Linked DNA regions of Mus musculus: all the other regions are linked to region 3. A link is a contact called in public Hi-C and promoter capture Hi-C data. All regions are on one chromosome and are shown on one strand. The core of a region is the stretch at or near the end of the contact, and the rest is flanking DNA. Distances in the headings are between cores, read along the strand shown.

Region 1 (3,718 bases), core at 400-2,899, 700 kb after region 3:
AAGATTGGCTTCTAGACAGTTAGGACTAGGGTAATAAAGCCCACACCCACAGTGACACACTTACTCAGACAAGGCCACACCTCCTAATAGTGCCAACCCCTGGGCCCAGCATATACAAACCACAGCCATCCTGACCTTATTACCCTTCAATCATGACGTCATCTGAGGACGGAGCCTTCAACACTTCATATTCATACTAGAACGGGAGTCAGGCCCAGTGGAACCCCATGGCGCTTGTACAGACTGCACTAGGAAGTGCGGATTCTGGGAGGAAAAAGTCCATTATCTTAACATGAACAACAGCCTTCTTAGTGGTGGTTCCTGGGACAGGTCGCTGGATTTAAGCCATGCAGTAGGGGACAAACGCATGACTCCACACAGAGGTATCATCCATTCTGCACAGTTCTACAACCGGGGAAACCACCATTTGGGGGTGGGGGTGGGGGTGGGGAAGCACAGCAGTCAGTAGTCACTGGACCCTATTGTCCTATTTAGAATTGTGCTCCTTCTTTATGTCGAAGGCCTAACTCCCAAGAGTCAGAGTGTGATTGTATCTGGATACAGTTTTTTGTTCGGTATTTTGAGACTGGGTCTCTCTACCTAGCCCAGGCTGGCCTCCAACTCACAGAGATCAGCCTGCCTCTGCTTTCTGAGAGCTGGGATTAAAGGTGTGAGCCAACACACAGGGCTGGTGGATATAGTCTTAAAGAGTTAAAACAGGGTCCTTAGGGCAGAACTTAATTCAAAGTACTGGGTGTTATTATGAGATGAGGACACACACACACATCCAGTAAGGACACAAAAGTTTTTATTTGTAGATTCTGGAAGACAGAAGCCTGCAGAGAACCTGACACTTTGATCAGAGACTTCCATTCTACAAAGTCTGGAGAATTAACGGGTGCTGTGTGTACACTCCGGGTCTCCTGTACTCCAAGATGAGCACAAAACTTAATGCACCCGAATAACTGACGTTCCGATTGTGTAGAAATAGAAGGACTGAGAAACCCCTCAGCATCACTGTTTTGCCTGTTCAACATGTTAGAAGACACCACAATATTTTTAAATCCTGACCAGCGGACCCGCAGGTGACGCCATAAACCCTCAGGCTCCCTGCCCAAGATCAGACCTAAGGGAACACAAGAGGAACTCGTAGGGGAAGATGGGTGCCCGTATCCACTAAGATCAGGAGCTGGGACAAAACCCGCCACCCTACTGTTTGATACTGATATCTCACCTATCACCTATCACCGTTGCTTAGCGACAACAGAGCCTTCAGGCTTTTCGCGCGCTGAGCCCCGCCCTCGATCTCGTGCTGGTTTATGCAGAGCCCCTTAGCACACGAGTCCCGCCCCCAACGTAGCATCCCGCTAATCCCGCGCCCCACCCCAGAGCCCCGCCTCTTAGTTCCCGGCCTATCCTGAGCTGTGACATAAACTAGCCCCGCCCCAACACAACCCCCCCCCCCCTCGGCCTATCCCGTGCCACGCCTTGCGCAGACCTCACCTCGCCGCGCCAGCGCCCTTGGCCTTTTCCCGCGCCCTGCATTCCAGCCACTGCCTCCCTCAGCCTATCCCTCGCCGTTAACTGCGTAAGTCCCGCCCCCGACGTCACTCCGGCCTATCCCGCGCAGCGGGGCCCGTTTGAGGCGAGCCCCCAGCCTTTCTCCGGCCTATTGGGCGCCGCGCCCTCGTCGGCTCGGGCCTCCGCCGCGGTCCGAGGGCGCCGTGACGTGTGCTCGGCGCGCGGCGCGCTGCGCGCTGCTGAAGGCTGTGTCTGGTACCCGCTACCATGCCCAAGCGGAGCTGCCCGTTCGCAGACGCAGCCCCGCTCCAACTCAAAGTCCACGTGGGCCTGAAAGAGCTGAGCCACGGTGTGTTCGCCGAGCGCTACTCACGCGAGGTCTTCGGTGAGTGTGGACTTCCGTGGGTAGAGCGCGCTACGCCGCGCAGGGCAGCGGGAGACCGCGGGAGCGTCCCGAGCGCTCACGGTGGATGCTGCTTCAGGCGGCTCCCGGAGAAATCCGAGTCGGACCCGAGTGCTGCCGAGCGGACTAGCCTAGCGCGGGACCGACGCGGGGACTGGGTTCGAGTGGGCGTGATGGCGTAGACTGCCCTGAGCCCTCGCAAGTGGCCTTTGTAGCGGATGGATGTTGCTGAGCATTGCCTTGCAGTGATGGCTTTCTGGGGCAGGTGTAACGCAGTGTACCGTAGCTTGGCGCAGTTTGCGGCCGTATAACTTTGAGCGGTGCCGCTGCGCCTTTGGAATGTGCGGGAAAACAAACTCCCTACGCAGCCCCAGTATTTGTCCTTTCCCTCTCTGTACTCTGGGAATGCAAACTCAAGTGCTGAGACGCAGGGGCGATGCGTGAAGGGACAGGACTGAGCTGCAAAGAGTGTGCCTCCCCCCACGCCCCCCAGTCTAGACATGGCCTGGCGTCGTGGCTTGTTTTTTGACGCCAGCACTCAGAAGGGAAAGGCATGGGCTTTATGGTGAGATGTCTTAAAACAGCAATAACAATGCAAACACGGCCCAGAAAATGCCTCAGCTGGTTAAAGTGCAGTCTATGCAAGCCTGGACATGAGTCAGGTCCCAAGAACATACAGTAGGAGAGAATTCCTGAAAGTTGTCTTCCGACCACACTCATAGTAACTAAATAGCCAAGTAAATTAATTTTTTTTAAATGTAAGCATGCAGTTGAAAAGAAGGCCTAAGTGTTAATTGGAACCTAACAGCCTGGCTCTACCCTTCTGAGGACTTGTGTGTTGGAGCATTTGCCAGGCCACTCAGAGCCAGCCAGTCAGGAAGGGGTGCAGGGCTCTAGCGAGTTTTATAGTACACACAGTTTACCAAAACCCCAGCCCACACTCTGGACTCTGCTGGACCAGGAGGCCTTAAGGAGAAAATTGCTCTCATAATGGAATGTGGGTTTGAGCCCCACCTGTGTTAAGAGTACCCCTCCAGGAACTCTTCCCATTTCTTGTTTTTCAGACAGGCTTTCACCGTGTATCTTAGCCTGGCCTTGAACTTAAGTAATTCTGTCTTAAAGTAGGAGGCAACTGAGCTGGGAATAGCCACTCTCTTTGAGTTTTTGTTTGCTTCCAGTGTCACAGAGAGGTCCCTGGGTCGTGGGAGTGAGTATTTCTAGAACTCGCAACAGTGTTTCCCTTTAGGGCTCCCTGGGCCTGAAGCCCGAAAGGAAGCAATCCACTGTTATAGGTGTGAGCAGCCAGTTACCCGGGGTTGGTGGGTGGCAGGGCTGGAACATCTGGGAGGTCTTTGTCAGGGGGTTGTTGTCATTGTCCCTTTAGTAAAGTTGTTCACTGGCCTGGCAATGGTTGTAGGTGCTGTTCTAAACTCGTGTCTGTTTTCTGCCTCCTTGGGACACTTGCTTTTGGGAATGAATGGTTCTGAGCCAGAGCTTTCTCTGGCACTGAGACAAGCTTACAGGAGGAGGACTGGGAGTGCAAAGAGGGCACCAACCAGGTGAAGTGAATAGCTGTGGCTGCTGACAATAGAATAATGGGAGGAGCACCGGAGTGGAGCACAGCCTGGTGGCTGGGAACAGGCAAAGGGGGCTCCGAGCCTTGTGGGTCATAGGATATCTGTGCAACCGCTTTGCGGTTTGGAGAGTTATCTTAAGGAAGGCTCTTCCTCCCCAGAAAGAACCAAGCAGCTCCTTTTCCAAGGGGCTCGGGCCTATAGAGATCACATATCGAGC
Region 2 (3,626 bases), core at 1,117-3,616, 640 kb after region 3:
AGGTGTGTGGGACTCTACCTGAGTGTGCAGTCAGCCCAGGTCATGGGTGGCTGGTGCAGACCTGCATGTCTGTAGGCATCTAGTGTTAAGCTTCGAGGAGCCCTGTGTGTACTTCCAGCTGTGAGGACAGACTCACACTCCAGAATTTGTGCTGCCCATAGCTATGGTTACTAGAAAGAAAGCCATTTGGGGCCCAGTGTGCTGGGTATGGCCAGAGAAAGCACATTTCTGAGGCCACTTTGGTAATGCACCCGAGGGTGACAGAGGAGTAGAGAAAGAACAAGCAGAGAGAGACAGAGAGAAAGACTCACAGAGAGAAAGAGACAGAGAGGCAGACAGAGACAGAGAGACAGACATAGACACAGAGACACAGAGACACAGAGAGTCAGAGACAAAGACACAAAAACAGACACAGAGACACAGAGAAAGACAAAGACAAGCAGACAGAGACACAGAGAGAGACAGAGATAGAAAAAGACAGAGAGGCAGACAGAGAGAAACATAGAGACATAGAGAGACAGAGACACAGAGAGAGACACACAGAGAGAAAGAGACAGAGAGGCAGACAGAGACGAGAGACAGAGACAGACACAAAGACATAGAGAGAGAGAGAGAGAGAGACAGACACAGAGATATAGAGGGACAGACACAGAGACAGTGAACCAACAGAGACAAAGAGACACAGAGACACACAGAGAGAGACAGAGAAAGAGAGAGAGAGAAACACTATGGTAGCACAATCCTGCAATCCTATTACTTTCCAAGGGCTGCGACAGGAGAATCGATATTTCTAAGCTATGTAGTGCAACAACTCACAAAACAATCAAAAAAGGAAATGGGAAAGGCCCGAGAACAGCCACCGCACTCAGGCAGGTGACGCTCCTGAAGCAGAAACGTCACTTCTGTGGCCACAGAGAGCCCAAGCTGAGGTTCAAGGGAAACTCCCACTCCTGCAGCATCCAGAGCCACAAACTGCCAGATCTCTGAACCCTGACCCCAGCTACCAACTAGCTACTCTGCCCGCTTCATCCTGCTCTGGCCTCTCATGGCTTGGCCTGACCCTGAGGAACAGCTCCAACAGGGCCGCACCTCCCTCAGGGCCACTGCAGAAGAACCTGGAAAGATGACACAGTTCCCAAACACAGCCACTGCGGTCTCATGGGGGGATGAGGGAATGAGGGATGGTGACAGGCTGAGGCCAACAGTCCTCCAGGCTGGGGCCATAGTCACATTCCTCCTTTTGGGTAAATAAACACACCCTCTGACCAAAGGCCCAGGACAGAGTGAGTAAACCTTGCTGACCCCTTCCCAGAAGGAGCCACCAGACCTAGGTGATGTTGGGTAACCAGAATTGCAGCCCAGACAGAAGGTCTCTGTGCTGAGCGTTAGTGGGGCTGAGTGGCTCATTTGGTGGCTGCAGGGACTGTGCATTCTAAGAACAGCTGAGTCCCACTACAGGAACGGCCAAGACTTACATCCCAGGCTGGGCAGTGTCCAAGAGCCAGTCAGCACCTGCCTTGGCGGTGCACACCAAGCACTTTGGGGCCATCCCAACACTGGCTAGCTATCAAAGGTTGCTTTTGGCCCTGCGCTTGAGATGATAGGGCCGAGCAGGGGGCACAGAATACTGAGATGGACATTTACAGGCAGCCAAGGCTGTGCTTAATCCCATGTGGCAGAAGAGCACATAAACCCCCAAGCATGATGCTGTGTCCAGGATAGAATGGCTACAGGAGATCCAGAGCCCTTCACTCTGCCCACCCGCCACATGCCCTCCACCCAGCTTGGAAGATTCAAGGCTCAAGTAAGTGGAGACCCTTTATTCACGTTCATAAACCTTTTAAAGGTACAACTTCAAGCTGGAGAAACTGAGGGCGCACAGCCCAGGCTAGGGCCAGGGAGAGCACTTCAGCAGGTCCTCAGGACAGAGCTAGAAACTGGAAATAGCTACCTCCAGTGAAAAAAGGATGAAGGTAGGGACATCGGAGGACTCTCAAGATCAGCAGCCTACAGCAGGGCTCCCGTGTGGGAGGCAGAGCTGGACCAGAGGTGGTGGAGAACCTGACCAACTCGTGAGTCCACCAGATGGCCAGCGTAGGGGAGAGATAAGGAACGTGCTAGGGAGCCTGGGCGGGAACTGACAGTGAGGTCGGAGGCAAAAGGGCCATTCCCAGCAGGTCTCTAGAGAGTCCCGGAATGTCCCATTCCTTTTCATCTCTCCGCCCCCGCAGAGATGCCAGACCCGGGTGGGCAGGGCTTCCTTGGAGACCCCACCCCGCCCCGCCCCGGGCAGCACCGCCCCCCACGTGGCCGCCGCCGGGTGGGGCCGCACCTCCCCTTCCTCCCTCCAGCCCCGCCCGGCCCGCGAGCGCGGTTAGACTGTGCGGAAAGCAGCCGCGAGGCCGCCGCCCGCAGCCCCAGACGCTCCGGCGCCGGGACACAGCACTCTGCACCATCTCTCGGCTGTACCCCCACCCGGTAAGTCCGCGGCTTCGGGCTAGCCTGGAACGCAGAGGGAAACCGAGTCTGGGGGCAGTGAGGGAAATGGTTGGGGTTGAGGAGCGGACTGCCGCGTGTGCACCAAGGTGGCCAAGAACCTGGTCCCGCGCTCTTGGCCCTCGACTACGGGCTGATATGGAGATGATGCTCACTGCTCATAGGGTGTTTGCTCCGGGTCGGACTGGAGGAGTTCCCCCACCTTGCGGCTACCACATCCTGACCATGAATCAGCCACAGTTGAGAAAATAAACTTCAACTGGAGGTCCGCCTCCGGGATAGCACAGGGCGAGCTTGCGGCCCCGCCCTGACAGCTAGCTTCTAAAGATGCCCGCCGCCGGTGGGCTAAGGCAGACCTGAGAGAGTGACACAGCTCTGTTTCTTGTGGCTACCCCTGTCTACCCTCCTCCTGGGCAAGGACGCTGGGAATGAAGGTGATCTTAGCAGAAAGCCCAACTATGCTTTGGTGGACTCCCTAGAGGACTATGGGATGGAGAGCCGTCTATGGGCCCGTGTGTCCCGTCTTCTAACCGCTCAGTGCCCGGTGGCACACGGTGACAGGTTGGACACACCAGGAGTCAGCGGCAAAAATGACCCTGCTCCTTCCTGCCTTGGGCTCCAGGTCAGTGCACCCACTCTAAAGCTTGCACGCCCGGGTCGAAGCCAGAGTTGGGAAGTCCCTCCTTACCCGTCCTCTCTGGGCCTCAATTCCTTCTCTAAACTTGAAGGGTGAGGAGAGTGTCTCAGACTGTATCCCTTCAGGGTGTCACCCAGGGCAGGGGGCATTTGGGAAGCAGACACTGTAACCCCTAGAGCAAAAAAAAAAAAAAAAAAAAAAAAAAGGTGTTTGTTCCAAGGCTGGAGACTAAGGCTTCTCCCTGTCCCAACCCATTGGTTGGGGAGCAGCTGTGCAAGTTGACCTAGCTGGGGGTCCCCCTAGGACCAGGTAGGAGTTGCCCTGCCTGGCTCTGCCTTCCTACCTTTTCCTGGCGGTCTCTAAGCTTCCCTCCCTGGTACCCAAGCAGGCTGTTGGCAAGGGTTCTGCTCCTGAGGGGTTAACCTCCAGCTGAGGCCCCTCATTTTGTGGGGGTGCTGATGGCTGTCTAGCTAATTGCACCCATCTCGCTGTG
Region 3 (4,093 bases), core at 1,451-3,950:
TATTTTTCCTGTAGAGGAGACAGGGATAGGGAGCGGTGGAGACATACTGATTGGTTAGCTTCCAGTCACTTAGGTTAGATAACAGCTGGTTTGGGGTTGGCAAAGTCTGTCAGTGAGTGACACGTGTGAGCGCCTCCATTGTGATTCCCAGTCTGCTATGTAACACTAGAAAGACAAATATGTCAACATCACACATTTATAAACATTTTCCTCAGAAAATGAGTTTATTTTCCCCGATTTCAGGAGAAATACACATATATCTACAGACCCTGCGACGGTCCTGATGGTCCTGTGTGATCTCAGGCGAGTCGTCCTGCCTTCCTAAGGCAGCCCCTGGAGCTGGATCCCTCCCTTCCCCGGGTAGGTGTTTCCAGAGCTGGCTTCCGTGCTGCTGCATGAAGGAGGTCTGTCTTCTACCATGGCCGTGGCCCATTTGAGGAGAAGCTGGAAGAGCTGGATAGCTTCCCCAGCCTGGAAGTGAGGGCCAGCCCCGCTGCAGTGCAAACCTGGCTCCCCAACCCAAAGTCCAGGCCCTAAGAATTAGTGCTCGGGATGGTTTTTTCTTGTTAAGATTTTTATTGGTGTGTGTGAGTGTGTATGTGCAAGAGCACATGTGTTCTCGTGTGTGCACACATATGACTTAAAGTATTCATGGAGGCCAAAAGACATTGTCGAAGCTGGGCAGTGCTGGCGCATGCCTTTAATCCCAGCACTCAGGAGGCTGGCAAATCTGAGTTCTAGACCAGCTTGGTCTACAGAGTGAATTCCAGTACAGGTGGGCTACAAGGAGACCCTGTCTCAAACAAGCAAACAAACAAAACCACACACGAAAAAGAAGTTTTTGTGTTCTCCAGAGATGCAGGTGGTTGTGAACCACCCGGTGTAGATGCTGGGCACTAAACTTGGGTCCTCTCCAAGAGCAGGACTTGCCCTTAACTGCCAAGCCAGTTTTCCAGCCTTGGTGGTTGGTTGGTTGGTTGGTTATTCTATGCAGAGTTACACCCATGTAGCCCATGCTGGCCAAGAACTCACTACCTACAGTAATTTCCTTGCTTCAGCCTGTTGGGTGCTTTATTTTTTTTTTTCTAGGTATTCTAGAACATTCTACAGAACCGCCTGAGCAGCCTCCCTCCAGTTTCTCAGGCCTTCTTCCTCCTCTGGTTCCTTCTGGTCGGGTGGAATGTCAGTCAACCAGCTGGAAGTGGGAGGGGGACTCAGAGGATTCTGGTCTGCCTTTCTGCTCAACCCTGACAAGCAGTGGTGCCCCAAGGCTACCCTGCAAGCAAGATGACCCGCTCTGGGACCACGAAGGAATCACACACGCGGGCTCTGTTCTGAGAAAGGGACAGGTTTAGATGAGAAACAAGAGCACTGCGCTGCTGCCTCTGGCATCTCGGAAAAACTCCAGGCTTCATGACAACAGCTTGTACCTAGAACCGAAAAAGAAGCCAGAAGCGTGCATGAGCAACAGGAATTCCAGTCAGTCTGAGCAGCTCTGGACTCCCCACCACAGGAGGCTGGGCCTGCACATTCCTGTAGCCATCTTCATCACTGCTGAGCCCCCTTCCCTCTGCTCTGGGCCGCATGGACCGTCCAGACTGGGCACCATGGCGATTCATGAGGATGGCCAGCCGTCTGTCCATCCCAGACTAAAGGCCCAAAACTGGCCCTGCAAGGCAGACCTGGGTTTTGAGAGCCTGAGCCCTCTGGCTGTGCCTCCTAAGCCCCTCTGTCCCTGTAGGGCCTGCCTTGTGGAAGCACAAAGAATTAGCTTTCGAAGCAGCAGGTCAGGAAAAGCAGGGTCTAACTGATATTCTAATTAGGGCGGCTTGAGCCTCCTCCACCCCATGACAGTGCGAGCTCGGCCTGCTGGGGACAGAGAGCGCAATGACAGCTCTGGTCTCCTCCTGCCTGATTTTGCTGGAGGCATCTTTCCTCCCTTCTGTTCATCAATTGTTTCTTTTTGGCCAGCATGGTGGGGGATGGGGCTCATGGACACTGTGGCTACGGTGGCACCTGTGTTCTCTCCCCAAGCCTAAGCCATATTGCCCTCCTGCTCCAACAGAGACCCAGCTTTCCTTCCTCTGGCCTTGGCCTGCCTACCTGGAAAGGCACTGGGTTGGCTTCCATTCAGGCTGATTCCTCATTAAACAGACACGCCCCTTGAAAGTTCCGTTTTCCTGGTCACTCATTAGGAAACCCAGTTCCTGGCCTACCTTCACGAGAGAATGGGGAGCCGAGCTGTGCAGACTGTGGAGGCCCCACTCTGCAGAAAGAAGGTCTCCCTAGGAGACAGCAACAGATGCCACAGACTGGCCCTGGCCATGCTCATCCCGCTTTCAGGGACCCACGAGTCCCTCCTCCCCCAGCCCTACCTAGATGAGGATACAGGAGAGCCAGGCTCAGTGATGACTCCGGGAGCAGAAGGAAGTCCTGAGTCACCCTGGCCGGGAGCAGGAAGTGGTTATCACCAGAACCAGCACTCCCAAAGCCCAGGAAGCCAGAGTGTGACGTCACAGCGGTGATGTCACCAGCCAGCAGGGATAGGAAGCATCTGCCAGGTCCCCAGCAGCCAGCCCTGTGCTTCTCCGTTCATCCTCTGTCCCTCTGTCCACCATGCGTGCTGCGGTCTACCCTGAGCACCGTGGCTGGCTGGGAATAGCTGAGTGAGGGCCTTGTCTAGTCTAGTAGGACACAGTGTGTGGTTCAGAGCTGGCAGGCGGGGCCTGGGCGGCTAGGGGGCGGGGCCGTGCCTGGGACCGCCCTCAGGAAAGGCCTCACTGAGCAGTTGGTGGTGTCTGCTTTGGGGCTTTGTGGGGTTCTGGGCCAGTTAAAACTTCCCTTCCTGGTGGAGGCAGTTTCACACAGCCTCCGTGTGGATGGACTCTGGCTATTTACAGGGCTGTAGGAAGAGGCTGAGTCACCAGGTAGCCTCCCTGGAGGCCCATGAGACTGGTCACCAAGGTCACAACCCTTGTGAGGCTGGTAGCCTGGAGCCTCTGGACCCTGACCCGAATGGGAGTTCAACTCTGCCCTGATAAGATATCATCTGCAGCCCGCTGGGCTTGGGGACTGTCACTTTATTGGTTTTGAAGTGCCTTGTTATTTTTTTGGTTATAGAGGTGATGTGGCCGAGTGATAAAGTCCTTTAGGCACCAGTGTGTGTGGGCGATGTTGTTGTTGGTGCCACCTCATGATGGGATGACTTGCCCAATCATAATTTACTAAAATCACAGCTCAACTAAGACCCTGGTAGAGAGAAATGCCATGAACCCCAGTCCTTCCCCACCTGAAGACCATCCACGACACACTTCTGGGGAGCCTCGCTCGGTGTGAACTGTAGGGTAGGTCTGGGTAAGAGCTGGACAAGAGAGCTGCTGACCCAGCCGGCCTGCCCTCCCCCCACCCCACCCCCAGCTGCTGTGACCACCCGGCATGCTGCTTATCTTGTTTCCCCAGATGCTTCCTGTGTGGGATGTAGGGGTGGGAGTGAGGGCCAGGCACTCTTCCAGGTCGCTCTGGAGACCTGATGTATCCCAAAGCTGAATGAACCCTGGGGGGAAGACTCCTGATGGCTTGCACGTGGGCCTTGAGGGAGAGACTGAGGGGGCACTCAGTCCCTGCATACCGTCCTTGGATGGGGTCCTCACCCACTGCGAGGCTGTAGGAGGCTGCCCCTGCCAGAAGTAAAGGCTAAGCCCGCTTCCCGTGCTGTCCTTGATATGCCCCAGCCATGGAAGCAGGTCAGGCCTCGGGGCAGCCCTCATACCAAGCTCCACTAAGTGGCACCCCTAGCTACTCCTCTTCAGCCCAGAGGGCATCCTCCTCTTCCTCCTCACTTCTCTGAACACAGAGGAGCATGCAGGCACAGAGCAGGGTGCAATAGCGACATGTCTGAGAACTCCACGGAAAGGTGCCCGCGGACACTGCCAGGCTTTCACCAGGTCCCCCTCCCTCATATCCCCTGGAACTTGTTTGCTCAACTCTGGTTCTCATCTGGGAACCTGGCTTCCCAAGGAACTTTGAGACCAGAGCCACCTCCATTGTATGTGTGATGGGGTTGGGCGGGAAGGGGGGGTGGGAAAGAATGCCT
Region 4 (3,720 bases), core at 173-2,672, 570 kb before region 3:
CACACTTCCTCCTCCTTAGTCCTTGTGAGGGAACTGAGGGTCTTAAGGGGAAATTACTGTCCGGGTTGGTTGAAACCTTACACTGTAGCCTGTCTTGAGAACTGTCAATGAATGACTTAATCAAGCATTCGTCCTAATAAAGCACAATAGATCATCCGATCTATGATTACTGCATTAGATCCCTAGATGAACCGAATACCCAAGATCAGATGTATAAGTTTTTAAGTGACAGTTCTAGCTGTCACACACACCCCGAAATATCACCAGTCTGACACGGTTACAATTAGGGAGTCGGGGGTTGGGGGTGTTGGGGGAGGGTTCTTGTATTTTATATAAAACCTTTAACAGTTAAAAACTGCTCGGACGTGCTAAAAGAAAGGGATATTCAAGCCGTGGACATCAAGGGGAGGTGGACAGGCTGTCACCTGGGTGGAGTCCTAGGGGCTGGGCTGTGGAACGAAGCCTTCGGAAGGCCCACCGAGCAGGGGCGGGTGGTGAGGAGGTGCAAAAGGCACAGAGGCTGCCCTCCCACCCGGTAGAGTCTAGGGCTAGGAGGGGTAGCTCCAGGCTCGACTCTGGACCCCAAAGGCTAGTCCGGGGCGGGGGCAGGGCGGATATCCCAGGGAGCGCTGCAGGAAATGATATCCAGACTGGGAGGGTGGGTCTAGGAAGCGGCCAGGGCGATGGCCGGGAGTGGGGGGAGTGCAAACGGAGGATGTGGCTCCGGAGCGCAGAACCAGGGAGGCCCGGCGCGGGTGCGAGCAGTGAGAGGCGCAGGGGGGCGAGCGGCACCTTACTCACCCCACTCGAGGAACTCCGCCACATACTTGTCGCGGCGCAGCGCCGAGTGGCTGCACTCGGTGTAAAGGCACACCAGCACGTCCAGCAGCGTCTCCACGCTCAGGGCGCTATCGTTGCGCCACGGCCCGTCCAGGAGCAGCTGCTCCAGCTTCTTGAGCCGCACCTTGGCCGACATGGTGCCGCGCGGCCCGCTCCCCACGCGCCGGCCTCTCTCCGTCCGTGCGCCCCGGCGTCAGAGCCAGCACTCCCCGGCCCGGCGGCCGCGCACCCCGGCGTCCAGTAGCCGCACAGTCCTTGTCGTCGCAGCCCGGCCTAGGCCGACATCTTGGGCTCCGTCCCGGCGGCACCGAGTCTGGGGCACCGGGCCCCGCGGGTCCATGGGCCGGTCTCCTCCCCTAGGCGCCGCCCGCACGCCGTCCCCGCCCTCGGCGCCTGGCCGCGCCCTCGCGCGCGCCGTCACCGACCCGGACCGCGGCGGAGCCCAGCACCGCGTACACCCGGCCGGCGCCCGAGCCCCGACCTCAGCCCGGCCAGCCGCCCAGCCCGCGACCTGCAAGCCAACCAGGGCGCGGCCAGCGCGGCGCAGCCAACCACCGCGGGGCCGATCGCCGCCGCGCTGACCTCAGCGCGACGCCCCGCCCTCGGCCCGCGGCGATCCTCCGCTCTTTGGGCCTCGCGGTTCGCCGTAGGGACGGTGTGGGGCGGGGTACCCAGTGCGAAACCGAGATTGCGGGTGGCGCACGCGCACAGGAGCGCGGGCGGGGCGCCCAGCCGCGCTGTGTGCGCCCTGGGTCCCATAGTTCGGCTCTGTTCCCGATCCTCGGGACCGACCCTCGTGGCCTAGCGAGGCAGCTGTCCGGCGCGACCCCCGGGTCATTACTGCTGGGTTTCGGTTGAGCTCGTCTGAGCTGTGAACCGACAGTGCTCTGGGTCCCAGTGCGCACGGGAGACGCGGGCGGGGCACCTGCCGGGAGGCTCCGGGGTCCGCTGGACGCGCGCTCCCCACTGGGCACGCGCCGCTGGGGATGCGCAGTGCCCTGTCTCATCGGTTCAGAGTCTACCCCGTGACTGATTATTAGGGTGTCGACCTGGTGGGGAGTAGACTGTTGTCTCCAGGCGAGTCGCCGCTTTCACTCAGTTGGACGGCTCAGAAGGTTGATGTAAAACATCCCTTATGACATCCCCAACCTCCGCAGAGGAGGAGCCCTTTGTGGACCCCAAGGTTGCTTCAAAAGAATGGGGGCTTGTGGTGCAGCAGAGGCGGGGCAGGTGGGGTTTGGAAGCCGGAAGCTGAGAGGAGCCTGAGGCAAAGCGCAGGGTGGAAAGCCGAATGGCGACTCCAGCAGGAAGCGACTGAAGAGTCCCTGCCTGCTGGGAATGATGTATGACTTGGTTGGGGTTACGAAGCACACACATAAGCCTCCAAACTGCCCTCAAAATTCACGCGCGTCAGTATGTGTGTGTATCTAACTTAGTTTTTAAGACGCAGGCAAAATAGCCCGGTATTGTAGGTTGGATAGAGCGAACCCTTGTCAGATCTTTATTATTGTGAAGGAATCTATACACATATAAAGTATATTCACGAGTTACTGCATGTGTGTGATGCCCAGTTGTTTAAACTTAAAAATTAAAGCCCAAGAGAATCATCCTACCCAAAACTAAAGTCTGAGCAGCCAACTGCATTTTTTTTTCCTTGACAGCCCTCTTGCTTTTTCTTTGTCCCGTAAGCTTGCCCACGAGAGTGTCTTCTTTGGCTGGCCCTGTCACACTTCCAGCCACTCCCAACGGACAACTCTGAGTCCCTTCTCTGATTGCATGCTGCTGGACTATTTAATCCCTCCAAATTAGGACTTTGCCCTTGCACCCCGGTACCAGTCTGAGGTGCCCAACCCAACTGCCTTCAGTGCGTCTGCTCATCCCAGATCTGTTTCCGCACTGCCTTTTAGGACGCCGTCCACCCCTGGGACAGATCAGACCCAGGTGTACTCTGTAAGCTTCCTTTGAACTTGAAACAGTGAGTATACTTGCGTGGTGGCACATGCCTTTAATCTCAGCACTCGGGAGGCAGAGGCAGGCGGATCTCTGAGTTCGAGGCCAGCCTGGTTTACAAAGTGAGTTCCAGGACAGCCAAGGCTATACAGAGAAAACCCTGTCTCTGAGAAAGAAAGAAAGAAAGAAAGAAAGAAAGAAAGAAAGAAAGAAAGAAAGAAAGAAAGAAAGAAAGCTTTCTGTAGTCAATTTCCTCTTGTGCATTTTAGTCAGTTTGGGAAAGGATTTGAGTTGCCACCCGGGAAGCCCTTTGCTCACTTGCCCTGTTCATAACTACTTTTACTTTGGTGCCTGCTTTTGGAGCATGAGGGCTAATATTTTAGAAAACAGAAAGTCTGTGACCAACAAGTTGAAGGGTGAGAGGCTTGGGTGCTGGCTCTTGCCTGAGGAAGCCTAGCTATGTATCTTCTATGTATGGCATCCATGAGAGCCCACCATGTCCTTACAGTAAACAGCTTTTAGATCAACACGCCAACCCTACTCCAAGCTAGCCTATCCCAACACCTCAAAATGTTCACAACACAGTCACTTCAAGCCACAAGCAAAGACTTGGTCCAGAGTTGGGGACAGGTTGATAATCTACCTAGGCAGTCTGGAGGGATTAGCCCTCAGATCCTGAGAATTCCACATCTGCATAGATGATGTCTAAACAAATGAGGGTGGCTCTGTGCCAGTGCAACTTTATTTACAGAAGCCAGGGGTTTATAGGGCTGCAGTTTGCCAACTCTTGCTTCACAGCAGAAGCCGTGATGGTGGGATTTCAGACTTAACAGCCTCAACCCCTGTTGGAGAAAGAGAGGTCTGACTAGGGGAAACAAAGTTTCCATTTCTCTTTAAATCAGTGTGAGAACGAAACTTGCAGTCTGAGCC
Region 5 (3,796 bases), core at 1,157-3,656, 730 kb after region 3:
CCAACATGGAGGAAGAGGGAAAAGGGGGGCTGGTTGGTGTCAGCGTTCAACATCCAGCCATCATTTTCTCAAGAACCGTTCTGTGGCAGGCTTAGGCACACAAGCGTGGCCTGCTAAAGGAACAGGGACGCACCTTGATGGACAACCTTGGACTCTGCACAGGTCCATGCAGGATGGGTTGCAGGTCAAGAGGGATCAGGGAGGAACTCACTAAAGACGTGACCTTCAAGCAAAGGCAGGAATAAAGAGGAGAGACCGTGTCAGGGACTTTGGAAAGAACATCCCAGGACCACAGGCACATCGCCTTACGGTATGCCCTGAAGTTAATTTTCACAGGTCCCTAGAATATGCTCTGATTCCCGTGTTGCTAGTCCCCAGTAGCAGAGGTATTTATTATTAAGGGGGTAGGGCAGTGGTTCTCAACCTGTGGGTCACGACCCATTGGGGATAAAATGACCCTTTCATAGAGGTCGCCTAAGATCATCAGAAAAGCAGATGGTTCACAGGACGATTCGTAAAAGTGGCAAGATTAAATTTATGAAGTAGCGACAAAAAATAATTTTATAGTTAGGAGTCACCACAACATGAAGAACTGTATTATTAAAAGGTTGAAGCATTAGGAAGGTTGAGAACCACGGATATTGGGGCTCAGAATCATGCTAATTCTGGGAGGGGCTGAGGCAGAGGCAGGCTCCAGAGAGGGACGGTAGGATCTGGGCTTACTCTGAACATAGGATGTGGGCCATTCCTACAGAGGTAGAGTGGTGGTAAATACTTGGACAGTCAGAGGGAACTGGCCCTCCCCCGGCCGGGCTCCTATGTTGGGGGCAGCCAAGCTCCGCCCCTCAGCCATGCAGTGCCTGGATAACTGCCAGGTGACTCTAGGCTTCTTACTGCAGGTGCCAGATGAAGAAAATATAGTCAAATGTGCATTTCAGACACATACATTTCTTTTCCAGGGCAGGAAGTTGAGACTGGGCCTTGCCATGTAGCTCAGGCTGGTCTAGAACTTGAAATATCCCTGCTTCAACCTCCGTTTAGTACAACACTGGTTTTCTTCCCTGTAGAATCTAGGTCCTCCAGGAACCCTGGGAGCCCCCTTGGGCTTCCAATACAACTTTGAACAGGCCCCCTGGAGCTGTCCCCAACAGCCAGAAAGCCCCACTTCACAACTGGGTACTCTGTTCTGAGTGTCTAATGAGCCGGGCAGGGGGTTGGGGGGAGAGACAGGACTCAGCGGCTGTCTCTACCCAGAATGCCTTTGGATATTCTACCCAAACCCCTTTCCCTGTAATTCCTGTGCAAGACCTCCTTCATACTTACCCTCCAGCTCTCTATGTGGTGCCCACCCAACATTATTGGTCCCTGGACTTCTAACAAATGCAAGGTGAAAATTCGGAACGGGCCTAGCCCCATAGGAACTCTGGCTCTGTGATTTGGTACTGCGTGGCCCCTCCCTCACGCTAGAACTGTAAATGAGAGTGTCTAACTGACAAGCTTAATGAAGCTCAACGTGAGCGATGTCTCAAGCAACTTCAAGCCCCCTCAGCTAAGAATACCCCTCCGCCTGCACACTTGGGAGCCATTGGTGTAGCCCATGCCAAGGGGCCTCGACTCCTCTAAACCCCGGGCTCTATTGTCACGTCCTCTCCCCAGAAGAAGCAGGAGTCTCCTCAAACCCTGCTGACCCTGATTCCCCTGGAACACTGTGCCCAGGGTGCCGGCCCTGGCCTCTCTCCATATCACTCCTCCTACATCCTGTGTGTGACCTGTCTGCCTAACTCCGGAGGTCTCCTGCCACTTCTCTGTGATTGTGTCTTAAACCCATCCCACCACATCTGCCCTACCCAGTGCCCTCTGTCACAGATCTTAGTGCGCTTGACTGTCAGCCCAGGGTCTGCAGAGGGCGGTAATTCTCTCTCTGAGACCCCAGCTCCACGGCCTGTCCCAGATGTGTTAACGTGAATTCAAGAGAAATCTTCATAGGGCGAAGTGAATTTCTTTTTGACATTTGTGGTCTCTCATTGGCGCCCTGACCCATCTGAAGGACCGTCTTCCAACGGGTCCGAGGCCATTGTCCCGTAGTCCACGGAGAAGCAACTGCCCCTTTGTCCACCAGGGCAGTCGGGACCCCATGGAGGACACAGAGGCCCAGGAGACAAGTATCGCGAGAGGGTCCCGCACCCCCTCCCGTCACAGAGTGCGGCGGGCTAGCTTCTAGCGGGACTGACCGGGTGGGGCGGACAGAGAAGGGGTAGCGAGGTGACCTCAGCGGTTCGGCCGCTCCGGGAAGTCGCCCGGTCCGCCCCCTCCAGCTCCAGCCGGGAGTTTCGCTCTTCGGGGCGGGGCAAGCAGCAGGCGTTGCCCCGCCGGCCAAGTTAGTGCGCGCCCCGCCCGGCGCCGTCCGGGTCCCCGCGCCCTCCCGGCCGGGGCGCGCCGCCCCCAGTTCGGTGCGGTCCGAGCTGCACGGGAAAGCTTGCAGAACGAGCGGAGAGCCGCGCGTGCGGCGAAGGTGAGCACAGGGGCGGGTACTCGGCTCCGCCTGCCTAGCCGGCCGTTCCCCACGGCCGCGCTGCCATAAATGGGGCCGACGGCAGCGGTGGCAGCTGGCGGCGGTGCGGGCGGGCGGCGACTCTGGCGTCGGGGGGCGCGGCAGGCGGGGGGGGGGGGGCGAGGCAGCCTGAAGTCCTGACTTCTTTCTGTCCGCGCGGCTCGGCCCCTCCGCTGCGCCCCGAGCCCCGCCCCGGCGGCAGAGCGGCTTCTGTTTACTTTCGATCGAGTTTTTCCTGCTCCGGGCAGGTGCCGGGGCAGCTCAGGGCTGGCGGTTGCGCGCGTCACTCCCGCGCCTCTCTGTGGGCTGCCTGCACCCGGGAAGGGCGCGTCGGGGCGAGCGGGGGCCACGGCATCCCCGGCGTGTTGACAGGCGTCCCGTTTGTGCCCAGGTGATGACTGCGGCGGCATGGAGTTCCCGGAGCACGGCGTACGGCTGCTGGGCCGCCTGAGGCAGCAGCGCGAGCTGGGGTTCCTGTGCGACTGCACTGTTCTGGTGGGCGACGCGCGCTTCCCTGCGCACCGCGCTGTACTGGCCGCGTGCAGTGTCTACTTCCATCTCTTCTACAGGGATCAGCCCGCGAGCAGCCGCGACACGGTGCGGCTCAACGGCGACATCGTCACGGTACCCGCCTTCAGCCGCCTGCTGGACTTCATGTACGAGGGCCGCTTGGACCTGCACAACCTACCTGTCGAGGACGTCCTGGCTGCCGCCAGTTACCTGCACATGTATGACATCGTCAAGGTCTGCAAGGGCAGACTCAGAAAGAAGGACCCAGATCTGGAGACCCGTACGCTGGGGACAGAGCTTCCTGGGCAGCCACCACACCCCCTGCCTTCCTGGTCCCCTGCCTTCTGCCAAGCCGCACCAAAGGCCAAACACCCATCTCTAGGGGTCAAGGCTACCCATCCCCTGCCAACATTTGGACCTCCGTCTTGGCAGGTTGCAGAGCAGTCAAGTGGGGCCCTGGACCTGTCACTGAAGCCTAGCCCAAGACCGGAGCAGGTACACCCACCCTGTCGCCTCCAGACATCCCTCTGCAGCTCCGTACAGCAAGTGGCGCAGCCTCTGGTGAAGGCTGAGCAAGATTCGTTCTCAGAACAAGATAGCAGCAGCCCGCAGAGCGCGGACCGATCCCCACCACCAGTCTGTGCTTCTGCAGCCCAGGGCCTGGCAGTGGACTTGGAGCCACTGCACATCGAAGGGACGGGCAGCCAGCAGCTTGGGCTGCCTGCAGAGCCAGTG
Region 6 (3,842 bases), core at 351-2,850, 990 kb after region 3:
CCTCAGTCAGGAAAGCCCTTGGGCCATTGCTTGATACCCCCCCTCTACTCGCTAGTCTCAGGCCTCCAGACCCACCTTTACCAGCTGTTTTTAATCTCACACTCAAGACTATGTCCATATTCACATCTGCACCTAACTAGCTTCACACCTGCAGACAATCAGGTGCCGGTACAAGCCAGGTCCAGAAAGTGAATAAAAGCAAGCACCATAAGACTTCCTGATCCCAGGCCTTTATACCACAGGCATGCTACCTGTCTCCCCCAAAGCTGGATCCCCATGACCCTTCTTCCCAGCATGCCCAGACTCGGGTTCTTGCCTGACCTGACCACCCCTAAGCAGACAGGGTGCTTCCCAATTCCAGAAACTAAGAAGCACAATAAAACATCCGCAAACAGCAGTGCCACAGAGGGTTACAACTTGGAGCCTTGTTAGTGTCTCTTCCCTTTCGGAGGAGGGGTCTTCCCATCTCTAGCAGCTTCTGCCAACACACACAATCAGGCCATCCCCGCGCAGGTCCCAGGCGCCTGTCCGTGCCCCCGGGCATCCAGGAAACTGCAGGGCAGGAGCAGGCTGGCCGCGGGCCCGGACGGCTCCGCCAGGGCCTGCCCCGGACCAGCCCCAGCACGCGCAGCGCACATGCCTGCACAGCCTACCGGGCCGCAGGCGCCTCGCACCTCCCCACGCACTGACACGCGCAGGGCGACGTAGGCACACTCCGAGGGCCGCCGTGCACGCGGACCTTGGCCTCCCAGCCCCGCCGCGACCCCAAGCCTGTCGGCCCTTGGGAACCCCGCGCGCCCACGTGGCCAGGCGCGAACCTGGCCGCAAGAGCACGCGCCCCAGGCCCGCCCGCGGCGCGGCGCCCCCTGCCGGCCCCGCCCCGTCTGGGCGCGCGCGGCCCGCACCCGCGCGGCCGCAGGTGCTGAAGGGACCGCGGCGGGCGCCGAGCGCGCAGGGAAGCAGAGTGCGGGGGAGGGGCGCACGTACCGGCCAGGCGAACTGAAAGGGAATGACGACGAGGCCCGGGTCCTGGTGGCCGCCGGTCCGAGACCGCGCGCGCGCTCGGTCCCCCGCAGCGCCCGCCGGCGGCAGGTAGAAGGAGTTGCCACCCAGCACGGGCGTGGCGCCGTAGCCGTAGCTGCAGGGCCCCGTGGGCGTCACCTTGGCCTGGTACTCCTTAAGGCACACGCGCACGTACGTGTCGCACTCGTCGCGGCCGCAGCCCCCCGCGCGCGTCGTCCGGCCGTCGCCGTCACAGCAGGCGCCGCTCAGCAGCTCCCCGTTCACGTTCCGCAGCGCGCTCAGCTGCAGCTCGAAATAGCCCATGGGCCGCGTCGCCTAAAAATAAGGCAGCGCAGAGTGCAGGGAGGCGCGGGCCGGGGTCGCCGAGCCTCCGCCCCGCCCCCACCCTTGCGCCGTTCCTAGGGCTCCGGACCGCGGCCGTTTGTGCGCCGCCTGGCCCGGAGGAGCGGCCCGGCCCGGTGCGCCCCGTCCGCGCCCGTCGCCACCGCGCGCCCCGCTCACCTGCACGCACAGAACCAGTAGCAGCAGCAGCCGCCGAGGCAGGCGTCCCCAGCCGCGTGCCCGCATCGCCGCCTCGACCCCGCCCGCGGCCCCGCCGCCGCCGCCGCCGCCCGCGCCCGCTATAGCCGCCGCGCCGGCCTCCAACGCCCGCCCGCCCTCCGAGCCCGGCGGCGCACAGGCGGCGGCGGCCGCACAGGCGGCGCGGGCGGGGTCGAGCAGTGCGCGCGGGCTGCGCGGCGGGCGTGCAGGGGAGGCGGCGGCTCCGGCTTACTGCAGCCGCTCTCCGGCGGCCGGCCCGGCTCCCACCCGGCGGCGGCGGCGACGGCGGCGGCGGGTCCTGGCCTCGGCTCTGCGCGCCCGCGCTCCCGGCACCGCAGCCAACAAGTTCGGGACGAGACTGACAGCTCGCTCGCCCATTCGTCACCCGCGCACCTGCATATGCATGAGGGGGCGGGGCCTCGCGGTGGGGTGGGGCCGTGGGGGGTGTTGGGGGCACCCCGAGCTTTAAAGGAGGCGAGGGTGCGGTCTATGCGCGGGGCGGCGGGGCGCGGGGCCACCGAGCTGTGGCTTCTCCTGCGCCCAGGCTCACTGAGGTGGGGCCTTTTCTGCTCCAGAATTCTCGCCCGGGTTAACAGCCTGGGAGTGAGTGGGGCGCCCCCTGAGGTCACTGCCTTGGTCCCCTCCCATCAGAGCGCAGCCACTCTCGCGCTGCTCTTGGTCCCAAGGGAGATACTGCCTGCTGCACACATCAGGATTTTGCCCCCACGCAGAGCGGGTGGGGCACTGAGACTTGAGTGAGCCCAACTCCTGGTGCGCCCCCTTCCCCCAGGAATTTCCCCCCAACTCCGCAGCCTCCTGTTACTTTCACGCCGGCTACAGGGGGCGCTACTCCCCTCCGGCGCTCAGCCCTCCCTTCCTCCAAGCGCACAGGTTGAGTAGCCAGTCAACAAATGCTCCTTCCTGCAGGCTGTTCCCAATTCCAAACTGAGGTGGTGGCCATCGCTACATTCTCTTATCTTCAAGGAACGTGCCGGCCTGAGGTTCAAATTTAGGGGAAAAGAAACGGGCATAAAGGATAGTGGACCATGTCAAGAGAGCTACCGGAAGAGGACTTTCCAACAGTCTGGGAGTATTAAGTCACAGAGCCTGGGTGTCCCAACCCTCCATTACCATTTCTTGACCCTGTTCCTAGGTGATCATTTCCTCTTCCACACGTCAACACCAAGGGTTCTTTGTCTACAAGCTGCCTCTCTCCCACTCAGCAGGGCCCTTTGCAATTCCAGTGGTTAGCCTCCATGATTGGTGATGTGCTACTCTGCCCTTACAAAAGTCTCCCGAAGGCTCCTCACTCTAGTCTCCCTTTCTAGTCCAAGTCACTGCCAGCCAGGATTTCCGCAGAGAGGGAGAAGTTCTGATACCGGTGAATCAGAGCCACAGTAGAAGGAACTTGGGTCAGGGCAGTGCCAGGCAGCCTACACAGGGAGCCAGGCCATCGAAAAGCCTTGATCCAGTTTGCCTGCCCTACCACTGTGAATGGCCGTCCAGGATCTCCTGCAGAAGCAGTAGGCCTGAAAGGGTGAACCAGTATCCCCCATACTTGCAGCATACCTGGCTCTGTCTCAAACTGCTCCCACTCCAAGGAGTGGAGCACTCGCCCAGGGAGCCCACACGCAGGTAGGGTAGGTGATAGGGCAGACACAAGCCAGGCCTGGCTACACACAGAGCCTCCCCTCCTCCACACCAAATAAGGGAATTGGTGCATATTAAGAATCTTTCTGTTGTTTGCATCCTTTAAGTGACATCCCCTTAGCAAATTCAGCTTCCCTGTCCCTCTTGCTTGGAGACAGGAGATCACAGAGGACAGAGAGTCTGAGCTTCCAGCTCACCTAAGTTCACCACCACCTCTGAGGCACTCAGCCAATCTTTGAACTAGGCAGCCACAGCCCTGGCCTACCTGCAGGGGCCTCTGTCTAAAGATGGATGATGGCTTAGACATATACTGTAGACCAGCAAACCATGAGCATCCAAACCGGGGGTGGGGGGGCATGAGACCCCGATGGTAGGGCCAGCAAGGTGAGGAGAAGGAACAACATGCCAAAGTTCTGGGGCTGAGAGAACCTGACAAGAGCTTGTGAGGACAAGATAGCCCAACCAAAAGCAGGTGGCAATCCTGCAGTCAGTCTTCCTACTGAAATCAATGAGATGTCACAAAGACCAGGGCTGGGAAGTGCCACACCATGACTTAGGAGGTCAGGGTGATGTGGTGCTGTTGGGAGGCACAAGCATAGTCAGGACAATGACTAACGGTGCAGGGGCTG
Region 7 (3,989 bases), core at 98-2,597, 780 kb after region 3:
GCTAGGAAGACAGGAACGTACCCAGCCCTCCTCTTTCCAGTACCTGACAAGTCTCCTCTGCCTCCATCTCTTCCAGTTCCTGGCCTCTCCCTGGAGTCCTGGCCTCCCCCTCAAAGTACTCCCGTTTGCCCACAAAGACATCTAGAGCTCTCTCCAAGGCCTTCATCTCATCAGGTCTCAGCTGGCACAAACTTCCTGAGCCCCACTGTCCTTGGGATGACATCCAAAATTGGTCACGAGGCTACAGGTTCCTCCTCTGTCCATACCGCAAGCCAGGCTCCCCCATTTGGGCCTGTACTATAAGCTCGCACAGCCAGGCCCAACAACCTAGCACATTCTCATGCAGTTTTTCCTATCTGTCTCCTCTTGGCGGGCTTGCCTCTACTCTCGAGTTGTGTAGAACCCCTTCCACCTCCTTCTACAGGGCAGGGATGGGCAACTGTGCCCGCTGGCTTTGGAGCCTGGGCGGGGTGGATTGGGTTCACGAAGCTCCTGTACCAGCAGGATAAAGCGCACATTCCTAGGCCTGGAGTTCTGCTCTGCATTCCACTTCCGCCAAGGCCCTCACTAGTACCCTTCAACGGGAATGCAGGAATGCACTCTGAACAGTACTTTCTCCACCACTCTGCAAAGCCGCTCCGCCCCACGCTAATCCTTTCCCCCTTGGCACTAGAGGGACACCTGATACCTCCATTGTTGCACCAGGCACCAGCCAGCGGCCGGTGAGAACTTACCTCAGGAACTGGGAGAGCCTCCGGAGTTCCCCGCCCCTCCCCGTCCAGCCCACTGTGACATCCAGGTACGTTGGTGTCTTTGCCCACCATCCTGTCCCGAGCCCGTGGCCTATCCTGCAACGTCGAGGGCGCAGGAGGAAGAGACCCAGCTGGACGCACAGGCCTCTGGGATCCATCCTACTTCCTTCGCCCTGCACCCCTCCACTGGGCTGAAAGGCCAAAGGTTGGGGCTGGGAGAGCGGCTGGAGCTCGGGCTTCTGGAATGTGGTTAAATGTTAACTATTCGGCTCTGGGACAGGACGCTGGGCAGCCGTACGCCCTTTCTCGCAACCCTGGGATAGCCAGCGCCAGAGAGAAGGGGGTCTGAATGCACAGGGTGGCGGAGATGCGCCGCCCCAGGCTGGGCCGGGGACAAAGGTGATCGCCCGTTCCTGGTTGCCCGATCCGGTGCGCCGGGACGGGTGGACGGAACGGGAGGGGCCGCGCGTAACCTCTGGGGCGGCGCTGCGGAGTCCAGCTCACCTGCTGAGGCTGGCCCGCCCTAACCTGGTTTCCGGGGGGCGGGGCGTCGCGGGGCGGGGCATCACGGGGGCGGGGCGCGCCGGGGCGGAGCGTGTCGCGGCAGACGTCAGGGGACCCGCCGCGCGAGGCCGCGGTCCGGCGCTCTGCCCGTGGGCTCGGCCGGGGCTGCCGCCAGCGTGCGGGCCGCGCCGGGCATGTCCTAGGCGGCGGCCCCGCCCAGCGCTCGGCCGGGCGGGCAGAGGGCCGGGCTGGGCCGGGCAGCGTCCGGGCGGGCGAGCCGCGGGCCTGGCGGGAGCACAGGTAGGACGCAGGAGGGGCCGCGCCAGCCCTGCGCCCACGGCGGCAGGGCCTCCAGCAGGGCACCTGCGTGCCTCCAGGCCACACCGGGGCGGGCGGGGCTGGACAAAAGCGGCGGTGAGGAAGGGGCTGGGCGAGGGCCCGGCACACCTGGCCCGGCCAGCGCTTGCCGATGCTGCCCATGTCTGCGCGCGCCCGGGAGGGGCCTCCTGGCACCGGCGACAAGGCCTGGCCCCGCGCATGTCTACGCGGCCTGCCGAGCTGGTAGACCTGGGCGCCCGGTCCCCGCCCGGGCAGGGCCAGCGCTGATTCAGGATACAACGCCGCTCCCTCCCCCTCTGGGCCTGGCGCGCCTGCCCGCCTCCCGGCCTCCTCCCGGGTGCCCGGTCCCCCCTCCTTCTGCGGTCCCTCCCTCCGTCTTCCTTCTCTTCTCTCCTTTCCCTTTAGCCGCCACCGTCTCCCTGCTTTCTCTGCCTCTGGGCTGTCCGCGGCCAGGAGGGGACCTCCTCCTGTCTGCTCCTTTCAGCCACGGGGCTGCTCCCTGCCTCCCACTGTCTCTCAGCATCTGCATCGCCACCTCCTCCTTCACCTTCGGGTGGTGGCTCTTCTGCTTGGCGCGGCTGAGGGGACAAGTTTGGGGTGTTTATTATTCTCCCTCCTAGCAACGATGGCCGGGCTAAGCCTAGCCCCAAACCTCCTACAGCAAGCCCTGGCTCAGAAGCCTTTCCAAGTTGGACTGGCGGTGGCAGTGGTCACCCCATGACCAGGCTCTGGGGGTTGGCCTCCCTCTCCTCTAAGGGTGTCCCCGTGCCTGCTGTCCACAGTGAGATGATGGCAGGCAGGTGATGTCAGAGTAGGAGACATCCAGGCTGGGTGGGGCTGGGAGGCTCAGTGACGCCCTGGGTCTGGGGCCTGGGGGGGGGGGGGGCTCCCTCCACAGCCCTGACACCTTTGCCAGTAGGATTGGGTCTTTCTGAGAGTTGGGGCTATGGATACCCAGTGAGGTCCTAGAGGCTGCAAGGGCATTGAAATCTTGCCCCTTTAGCCCTTGCCTCTCAAGCTGGGCCCTAAGGAAAGGGGACCTCAGAGCAGGGTATGGGTATGTTCCTGACCACCTGGAGCTGTTTTCTGGGGAGGCAGGTTTCTTTTCTCCATCTTCCTCCTGCTTCCTGAAGGAGTGCTGTGGGCCTTCACAGATGGACAGAGCCCTGTGTTCTTGCCTGCTGCTTACCCCGAAGGGACCCGAGACCTGGGTGAGCAGCCCAGTGTTGACGTCTCTGGGCATGGCTCCTGGGAAATGCAGGACAGGGTTTGGTCCCTCAGATCACTAGTGTGACCTCTCCAGTGTGTGTGTGTTGTGTGAGTTGACACTTCCAGAGAGATGACTTGTGTGGTCGATCCTGCTTCCACCTGACCAGCCCTGTGGGGGCCCGGAGTCTTTCCGTATTCTCTGCCCCTCATCCAGCTTCCAACTTCTGCACGCTGTGGTCCTGCCTTCACCTCTGCCTCCTCTGCCCCACACTGCTCCCTTTCTTACCTGTGACGAGTCTTCCACTTGACTCTTAGTTATTCCTTCTATTGCTTTCTCCTTTCACTTTCTTGTGTGTGTGTGTGTGTGTGCATGTGTGCACGCGCTGTTTTAAAGTACAAGGGTTCAAATCCAGGTGGCAACCACCTGGAAAGTGCCAATGCTCAGACACTCTAGTTGTTCTTCACAGTATAACTAGACTGTGAGTCACCAGGACTCAGGAGCTCTAGACTGCCCCCTCTTGGACAGTTTGCCTACACAGAGCCACTGTCTAGGCCCAAGCTTGGATTCATGCTTTGCTCTTGAAGCTAATTCCTGTGTTTGAACAAGGCTTGGATTTTTGTGTTGTACTGGGCTCTATAGGGATGGAGTCAGACCTGTGCTCCGAAGACTTCTGTCTTTCCCCAGGATTTGCAGAGTGGCTTGCTGTGGGAAGCAGACCTTCTAGTAAGGGTGTATATCCCGGAGCCCTCTGTAGGCCATGCTGGGTACTACCTGGGACTGTTTCTCATAGTTCACATGGACATGTGGGTCTGCACTTGGTTAGCACGGCCAGAGTCACATAGAGAGAAAAGGTATGTAGAGCCTGGAACACAAAGGAGATTCTGAGGCTGTGGCCATGGGTCTTTAAAGGAGCAGGTCTGTGCTGGCCTTGTGCATATCCAGGGGACCAAAGTCCAGGCTGGGGAGCTCCAGTGTTGACCCTCTCCCCACAGGACCAGGCAGGCCTCCTCGGTGCCAAGATGAGCGTCACATCTTGGTTCCTGGTGAGCAGCAGTGGCACCCGCCACCGGCTCCCGCGTGAACTCATCTTCGTGGGGCGTGATGAATGTGAGCTCATGTTGCAGGTGAGTGGGAACATTTGGGCAGGTGGTTCAGGGACCTCAAAGCCAGGAAGAGAACCCTCT

The links. Promoter capture Hi-C pulls out the DNA fragments that hold promoters and counts their contacts. A called contact is a pair of places that touch in the nucleus more often than the background predicts.
Region 1: a contact with region 3 is called in a promoter capture Hi-C map of pre-B cells, with 4 times the contacts expected there. The contact joins the promoter of Siva1 here to the promoter of 5033406O09Rik in region 3. A contact is called at or near these places in 4 of 39 promoter capture datasets (hippocampal neurons, liver and pre-B cells) and 2 of 115 datasets of contacts at active chromatin or transcription factors (embryonic stem cells and pancreatic cancer cells).
Region 2: a contact with region 3 is called in a Hi-C map of LSK cells, with 4 times the contacts expected there. The contact joins the promoter of Inf2 here to the promoter of 5033406O09Rik in region 3. A contact is called at or near these places in 2 of 39 promoter capture datasets (cranial neural crest and second pharyngeal arch cranial neural crest), 1 of 484 Hi-C or Micro-C datasets (LSK cells), 4 of 115 datasets of contacts at active chromatin or transcription factors (the NIH/3T3 cell line, embryonic stem cells and pancreatic cancer cells) and 1 of 9 other capture datasets (embryonic stem cells).
Region 4: a contact with region 3 is called in a promoter capture Hi-C map of stem cell-derived epiblast-like cells, with 4 times the contacts expected there. The contact joins the promoter of Cdc42bpb here to the promoter of 5033406O09Rik in region 3. A contact is called at or near these places in 2 of 39 promoter capture datasets (liver and stem cell-derived epiblast-like cells) and 1 of 115 datasets of contacts at active chromatin or transcription factors (pancreatic cancer cells).
Region 5: a promoter capture Hi-C map of hematopoietic stem and progenitor cells shows a contact between it and region 3, with 6 times the contacts expected there. The contact joins the promoter of Zbtb42 here to the promoter of 5033406O09Rik in region 3. A contact is called at or near these places in 5 of 39 promoter capture datasets (hematopoietic stem and progenitor cells, liver, pre-B cells and 1 more) and 2 of 115 datasets of contacts at active chromatin or transcription factors (embryonic stem cells and pancreatic cancer cells).
Region 6: a promoter capture Hi-C map of pre-B cells shows a contact between it and region 3, with 5 times the contacts expected there. The contact joins the promoter of Jag2 here to the promoter of 5033406O09Rik in region 3. A contact is called at or near these places in 1 of 39 promoter capture datasets (pre-B cells) and 1 of 115 datasets of contacts at active chromatin or transcription factors (pancreatic cancer cells).
Region 7: a promoter capture Hi-C map of the C10 cell line shows a contact between it and region 3, with 4 times the contacts expected there. The contact joins the promoter of Cep170b here to the promoter of 5033406O09Rik in region 3. A contact is called at or near these places in 1 of 39 promoter capture datasets (the C10 cell line) and 1 of 115 datasets of contacts at active chromatin or transcription factors (pancreatic cancer cells).

Annotation. Positions count from the first base shown.
Region 1 is chr12:112,643,179-112,646,896 of GRCm38.p6, forward strand. Siva1 (SIVA1, apoptosis-inducing factor) reads left to right here and starts at 1,650. Exons shown (of 4, transcript NM_013929.2): 1 at 1,650-1,906; 2 at 3,660-3,718. The coding sequence starts at 1,789. Gm30101 (a long non-coding RNA gene) reads right to left here and starts at 1,589. Exons shown (of 3, transcript XR_381987.3): 1 at 1,504-1,589; 2 at 136-264.
Region 2 is chr12:112,586,418-112,590,043 of GRCm38.p6, forward strand. It overlaps Inf2 (inverted formin, FH2 and WH2 domain containing), which reads left to right and starts at 2,367. Exons shown (of 23, transcript NM_198411.2): 1 at 2,367-2,478.
Region 3 is chr12:111,941,782-111,945,874 of GRCm38.p6, forward strand. 5033406O09Rik (RIKEN cDNA 5033406O09 gene) reads right to left here and starts at 2,701. Exons shown (of 3, transcript NR_029464.2): 1 at 2,376-2,701; 2 at 2,104-2,285; 3 at 210-1,430.
Region 4 is chr12:111,376,296-111,380,015 of GRCm38.p6, forward strand. Cdc42bpb (CDC42 binding protein kinase beta) reads right to left here and starts at 1,423. Exons shown (of 37, transcript NM_183016.2): 1 at 802-1,423. The coding sequence starts at 976.
Region 5 is chr12:112,676,434-112,680,229 of GRCm38.p6, forward strand. It overlaps Zbtb42 (zinc finger and BTB domain containing 42), which reads left to right and starts at 2,407. Exons shown (of 2, transcript NM_001100460.1): 1 at 2,407-2,512; 2 at 2,943-3,796. The coding sequence starts at 2,960.
Region 6 is chr12:112,927,895-112,931,736 of GRCm38.p6, forward strand. It overlaps Jag2 (jagged 2), which reads right to left and starts at 1,601. Exons shown (of 26, transcript NM_010588.2): 1 at 1,525-1,601; 2 at 988-1,338. The coding sequence starts at 1,590.
Region 7 is chr12:112,720,827-112,724,815 of GRCm38.p6, forward strand. It overlaps Cep170b (centrosomal protein 170B), which reads left to right and starts at 1,348. Exons shown (of 19, transcript NM_001024602.3): 1 at 1,348-1,556; 2 at 3,798-3,929. The coding sequence starts at 3,825. It overlaps Gm46382 (proline-rich extensin-like protein EPR1), which reads right to left and starts at 1,340. Exons shown (of 2, transcript XM_017315329.2): 1 at 735-1,340.